Regions from separate parts of the Arabidopsis thaliana genome. Here region 1 is linked to region 2. Evidence: chromatin contacts called from public capture Hi-C data. All regions are on one chromosome and are shown on one strand. The core of a region is the stretch at or near the end of the contact, and the rest is flanking DNA. Distances in the headings are between cores, read along the strand shown. Region 1 holds the start of AT1G63490 (transcription factor jumonji (jmjC) domain-containing protein). Region 2 holds the start of AT1G63300 (Myosin heavy chain-related protein).

The links. Capture Hi-C pulls out chosen DNA fragments and counts their contacts.
Region 1: a capture Hi-C map of seedling shows a contact between it and region 2, with 1.7 times the contacts expected there. A contact is called at or near these places in 2 of 26 Hi-C or Micro-C datasets (callus and root) and 1 of 3 other capture datasets (seedling).

The regions. Positions count from the first base shown.
Region 1 is chr1:23,551,667-23,555,319 of TAIR10.1, reverse strand. AT1G63490 (transcription factor jumonji (jmjC) domain-containing protein) reads left to right here and starts at 2,088. Exons shown (of 26, transcript NM_001334101.1): 1 at 2,088-2,197; 2 at 2,309-3,651. The coding sequence starts at 2,336.
Region 2 is chr1:23,480,092-23,483,657 of TAIR10.1, reverse strand. AT1G63300 (Myosin heavy chain-related protein) reads right to left here and starts at 1,751. Exons shown (of 8, transcript NM_105009.3): 1 at 1,388-1,751; 2 at 991-1,194; 3 at 791-913; 4 at 611-651; 5 at 412-520; 6 at 1-320. The coding sequence starts at 1,465.

The DNA.
Region 1 (3,653 bases), core at 839-3,338, 71 kb before region 2:
ATGATAAAATTTAGACGCGTCGCATAGGAGTAGTTTACACACTATTACCATATTACAATTCCATCAAATCGATCTATAGCTGGCCTGTCAATAAATAGTATATAGATATTTCATATAACTAGTTATTACTATATATACACATCCATGTCCTTTGTCGCATATAGCTATTTAGGTAACAATTGTTCTTTTCTAATCGCTATGAAGTATGAAAAATATGATAATGTGAATGAAAATAGGATAATGTGAACGTGGAGAAGGAAAATTAGTTTCAATCAAAATTTGCCACCGACATAACGCTCTTACATTTTTATTTTTGTTTTTTTCCAACAGTAGAAACGCCTTTTCACCGACCACCCCCTCGTACCTGTGAATGATATCGAGAAAATTTCCCTTATTATCTTATCTCGAGAACCCAATTTATTTTGTTTCTTATGACTTGGTTCAAGATTACATTCCGGTTTAGCTCAAAAATCGATTACAATATTGGTTTAGAAGAACGGATTAATTAGAGACAAAGCGTTATATGTGTCAACAAAGATTGTATAGTAAATGATGCAAAGTTGACTCTTGCCTATTAACTTGAAAATTACATGTGCGGAACTAGTAAACGATAGTTGAAATTTACTTTCTACAGTCTTGTCGATTGAGAGAGCTAAGACAAACATTGAATGAGATGTCCCTAGGAAAGACATTTATAGTCAACTCATTTTATTTGGAACGATACAGTCTTAAAGAAGATTAGTATTGATCCATCATCCATAACAAATCATTTCGACAACTTCCGAAGATATAGAGATGTTTACTTTCCAATGATAAGTTAAAATTTCTTATTGTCGCAAAAAAACGACATCTAATGAGCTAGAGAGATCACAACCAAGAAATCCTACTATATTATTTGGGAAGTACATTTTAAATGTAACCTTAATTTTTGTAAGTAATTACATAGGTATGCCATTAGAAATAATATTTTAAAAAGTAAATTAATTTATCTCTTTAAGGATTAAAAAGTCAAATACTAATTTAATTAATTAAATTAATTAAAAAACGAAATACATTATTAATTTCCAAAAATAATAGCCAATCAAAATCAACTTATAAGATTTGATATCTAAATTTTAATTAATTTAATTTAAACTATAAAATATAAATGTATTAGAGAATGATACAATTTGCAAAACTTTTATATATAAAAAATAATTCTAAAATTTTAAAAATTACTACTTTAAAAAAAAATCATGGGCCGGGTAAAAAAATTACAGAACGTGTTTTATTTTGGAATTGGGTTATATGGTGGATGTATTTGAATCAATATTTATAAAATTTTAAAATATTATTAATATGCTGTTTTAATAGGGGTCAAAACTTCAGTTGTTTAACAATTGTCTCATGAATTCGTGGTATAGCGTTACTTAATAACAATTATAAACTGTAAAATATAAATATTTTATAAAAATAAAATTTGCAAGTTTTAATATATATTACTTTTAAAAACAAATCGTCCCGCGGTATACCGCGGGTTAAAATCTAGTATCACTATATTCTATAGACCTAACCTCAAATCCAAATTTCTATGGAATGAATATTAGGAAAATTATGGAAATAGTCTCAATGTTAGATCATATTATAAAATATTTAAAAGTTCTCTGAATTAAGGAAGTCTAAATGTAAATCCTAAATTCCAAATTTAATCCCTTTACCATAAAAATTAAAGCAGTTTAGTCTATCTAGATTTAAAATATATATATTTTATTTTAAAAAATCCTAATTACAAATTGTCCCTATAATATTAGCTTATTAGTGAGTCCATTGGGCAGGTTTATTATGGGCCTTAGCCTTACCAATCAAAAAGCCTTAGAAATCAAAGCCCAAAACGGTTAAATAGAAAACTACACGTAGTACCTCTTCGATCATAACAAACGTCATGCAGTGTATATTCATAAAAACGGCACAAAGTCCTTTCTCATTAGACACGAACGGAAAATCTCTACTTGTCTCCGTCCCGTAATTTCCGTTACTAACCAAACCCAATTTTGGAAATTCAGTAACAGAGCCTTTATAAAAGAATTAAAATCTTTATTGTTTTTTCCAAATCTTCACAAACAAAATTCGTCAAAACAAAACATTCTTGACACTTCCTCTTCTCCGTTTAACTAGTTTCACGAGCTCTGTTCTGTTTCTTCTCTTTCAGAATTTCAAGGTAAATTTACTAAAAACCCTAGAATTGCAATTTCACTCACTGTTCTTGAATTATAATTTCTAGGTTTTTTTTATCTTGGCATGTATAAAAATTGAATCTTTATTCTCGTAGGATGTTATGATTGTGCGGTTTTAGTTGATGTGTTTGGTAATGGGAAAAGGTAGAGTTAAAGCAGTGGAGAAAAGGGTTTTAGATCAGAAACTTAGAGGATCGATCAATGTTCCTTTAGGACCAGTTTATTATCCGACAGAAGATGAATTCAAAGATCCATTAGAGTATATACACAAGATCAAGCCAGAGGCAGAGGTTTATGGTATTTGCAAGATTGTTCCACCTAATAATTGGAAACCTCCTTTTGGTTTGGATTTGGAATCTGTTAAGTTTCCTACAAAGACACAAGAGATTCATCGGTTGCAGTTTCGTCCTTCTTCGTGTAATTCAAAGACGTTTAAGTTGGAGTACAATAGGTTTTTGGAGGAGCATTTAGGTAAGAAGCTGAAGAAGAGAGTTGTTTTTGAAGGAGAAGAATTGGATTTGTGTAAGCTGTTCAACGCAGTGAAGCGGTTTGGAGGTTATGAAAAGGTTGTCAAAGGGAAAAAATGGGGTGAAGTGTATCAGTTTATGAGCTCTGGTGAAAAGATTTCAAAGTGTGCGAAACATGTCTTGTGTCAGTTATACAAAGAGCATTTGCATGATTTCGAGAATTATCATAATCGGATGAATGTAGATGCGTCAAAGAGTTGCAAAAGGAAGATTAATGGCATTCGACGATGTTCTGAATCTCGGAGCTCGAAGAGAAGAAAAAGAAATGCTGATGTGAAAAATCCCAAGGTGGAAAATGAAGAAGGGGTTGATCAAGCGTGTGAGCAATGTAAAAGTGACAAACACGGTGAAGTGATGCTTTTGTGTGATAGTTGTAATAAAGGTTGGCATATATATTGTCTATCGCCACCGTTGAAGCATATCCCACTTGGGAACTGGTATTGCCTTGAGTGTTTAAACACTGATGAAGAGACTTTTGGCTTTGTGCCTGGTAAATGCTTATTACTTGAAGATTTTAAGCGAATTGCTGATCGAGCCAAAAGAAAGTGGTTTGGTTCAGGAACAGTGTCTAGGACGCAGATAGAGAAAAAGTTTTGGGAGATAGTAGAAGGGTCAGGTGGTGAGGTTGAAGTTATGTATGGTAATGACTTGGATACTTCTGTTTACGGGAGTGGTTTTCCTCGAATAGGCGACCAAAGACCAGAATCAGTTGAGGCAGATATATGGGATGAGTATTGTGGTAGCCCCTGGAATCTCAATAACATGCCTAAGTTGAAAGGATCTATGCTTCAGGCCATTCGACATAACATTAATGGTGTTACAGTGCCTTGGCTATATCTTGGAATGCTCTTCTCTTCTTTTTGTTGGCATTTTGAGGACCATTGTTTTTACTCTGTCAATTATCTACACTGGT
Region 2 (3,566 bases), core at 502-3,001:
TTCTCTACCTCGTCCTCATCCGAGGAGTTAATCGCGGTGTCCCTCGCGACTATATCATTCGAACTATTGGTCGAGTCATCAGTGCTGCTGATACCATGATCAGAACTTCCGGACCACTCGGACTCCGATATACGAGAAGGCTCTTCAAACAAACTTTTAGCTGAATGAAGATGCTTAGTGGGATGTCTCAAAGGCTTGGCAACTTCTTCAGGTGTATTTGGCTCAATGACACTTCCAGAGCTTGACATTGTACTATCAGATTCAATTGATGCTCTTCGTCTCAGTTCCGCAAACCGCGCAGCTTTACCAAATGGCCCTTCCTATAAATACAACAAAGATAGTAGAACATCAAGAGAAAATCCAAAAACTCTCTTGCATCACATTGCACTACGATCAGCCAAATCAACATACCTCATGTGAATCGCTTTTACGATTTTCATCAGCATCACCAATGCTGAAATGTGACTTCAAATCTAGACCTTGTGACATTTTCACCGGAGTCTCACATTCATCCACATCTCTGCAAGAACTCATAACAACACAAAAGCCACTTCCATTAAAAATCCAAAAACTTATAAAACAAAAGAAAAGTGAGTCTAGTTTTCTGCACCTTTGAGGATCATCAAACTCTAATTGCCTTTGTATTGATACCTAAAAATCAGAAGAACATTAATTATAAGACTCGAAGGTTACAAAACTCTAAAAGAAAAACGACAAAAAGAAGCTGAGATCTTCAGAGCTTTAATAAAGATAACATTAATGAGTAAAAAGACGAAAAGAAGAAGCTAACATGCAACAAAGCTTTAGAACTGGAGTTCTGTAATGGAAGAGAAACATTGCAAGTTTTAGTTGCATCAACATAATCAGCAAAATCAATTGATGTTTCTCCAACCAAACCACCTCTTGCAGATCCCTGCACACAAGAGAATCACAAAAAACATAAATAAAAATCCAAAACTCTGAGACATTTCTAATTTTGTTTTTGCTCACCGTAGTTGAAACAATGAGATGGTAAATTCTCTGATTAACTTTTCCAGTTTTTACATCTTTGAGAAATTTCACAGTCTCGTAAACCGGAATCTCCCACCGGCAATGTCCGTCGTTCACAATAGCTTTCTCTGACCTCGCCGTCGGTTTTCCAATATCTCCGGGAACTAGAGACAGAATCAATCCCTCTGTATTGAACTGTGACGCCTACGCAAATTAAAACAAAAACCTCGAATCAAAATGTGTCACATCAAATACCAAATTGAGATTTCTTAACTTATTTTTCTGGAAAATTCAAATCTAAGCAATGCGAGCAAAATCAATAAAATCACACACAAAGTTTTAGTATCTAAGAGAAATCAATGAAGAAGCCAAAACAAAACTCGAGTGTTTATAGTACCTGAGTCGCATGAAACTTCAATCTGAAAACGACTTTGATCCTGTTCTTCTCGCTACGCCATCTCGCTGACTTAAACATCTCCGCCGCCGAGAGTATTGGTCGCCGGAAAGAAAACTGTAACTCTCACCGTCGCTCCGACCATCGTCTCCCGGAACGAGTCATTACAACACTCTTTTTTAGTACAATGTAGAGGAAATGATCATTACAGAAGGCGGGCGAGTTGGCTCAGTCGATCGGAGCGAGTTCGACTCAGAGAGAAGGCGAAGAAGAAGAAGAAAGAAGAAGACGCGAACGTTAAGCTTGAGCGGTGGATTTTTATATAAATGGGACAAAAAGGAAAAGTAAGTAGAGAGATCTAAAAGAGAGATGAGATTAATAAACAATTTAGCAAAAGTAAAAGGACTATACGTTAATTGTTATTAATTAGTAGTGTATATTTTAATCGGTTAATTAATTTTTGTCTGTATCGTATAGGAAACTCTTTACGTTTCAATTTGGTATGATATGTTAAAAACTAATATAATTTTCATAGTTGTGCTATTATGCCTTAAAAAAGTACTCCATCAGTAATCAGTTAGTAGTATATTAAAGAAGAAGATCAAACTTTTATATCTTATACATTTTATTAAATGCATTTCATAATTAAAATGAAAAATAGTCCGACAAATTTGTAAACATGATCTTATTAATAAAAAGTTTGTTTTGGGTTTGGGAACAGTGATCGATACGCAATTAAATTTACATGTCTGCCCTCCTTCAGTTATGAGTGATACGCGACCTTTTTATGGGTATTATAGTCAATAAATAGGTCACAGCTTACAAAGCTGAGTCCCCGATAAACTAAAGATAATATAAAAAGTAGAGATCCAACGGTCAAGTTTGACGTTGATACTTATTTACTTAGAAATGTAGCTGAGAATGAGAAAATGATGTTTTAACCAACAAATGTATTGCTTAACAAAAGTTATTTCTCAACGAATCAGTATATAGCCTTATTCTTTAAATCAAAGAAAAATATGTGGAACTTATAGATACTATTTTTTATCATAATGTTCTTCAAAACTCTCTCACTTTTTTTATCGTATAACAAAGTATCATATTGAACCTACATGTTTATTAGATTCAATTCAAAATCTTAGATATTCACTCAATTTTGACGTGGGTAGGACATGATGCCGATCGCCCGCCGGTCCATCTATTTGAGTCAGTATATATAAGCTGTCATGAAAGAATAATTGTAAAATAGAAATTTCATCCTCGGGCATGGAACATGCGAATTTCATAATATGTTTTCGAAAATCAAACTAAACACCTTAATGTATATGTCTTGTTGTCCTTACACAGTCCCCACCTGAAGCTTCTATTGCGGATATATCTAAGCAAGCTGTATATTTTGTTAGCTTATATTAGAAAAGCAAAAAATAAAAACAAATTCATTCTTCTTTTTTCTGATTAGGTCCATTGAGATTGTGGAAATATAAAAAATGGTATCCTATGTACTATATACTATTATTGTATTATCTCATCACCAAAAATGTTATATAATTTCCTAAATTTGTTTTAAGGTATAAGAATAATTAGATTTTACGTTGTTAGGAATTCTCGATGAAGAATAGGATCAATATTCAATAGGACCAAACAGCTAGAAAAAAAAAAATCAAACCACCATGAGTTTGAATTTTTGTTTAACATTTATGAGTTTGAACTACGTTATAAGATATGTTACACATGGCCATGAAAAAGCATACATTTTATCATTTATATATCTGTAACCTTAGCTTAGATCATGTTTTTACTTTTTCTATCTCAATTTTATAAATTAGTCTTTTCTTGTTACTGACCCTAGAAATTAGATTATGCGTAACGTATACCGGTATACATGTATATCAGTATGCACATTATTTTATATGTATGTACAACATGTATGCGTACATCACAATCAAAAACAGATACATCAAACCAAATTGGGTACTCTCGTAACGAAATGGTGGTTTGTTCGAGTGTGTTTGAAATAAAACTAACAACTTGAATACGTATACAATATATATCTGCCTAACTTATATACCAAACATACATAATGTTACTTTAATTGATATGTAAATTCATTACCAATGATAAAAAGAAAGTGGTAATATAATATAGTTTTTTTTTTCGTTTTTTCCTGAAACGAATTGTTGAT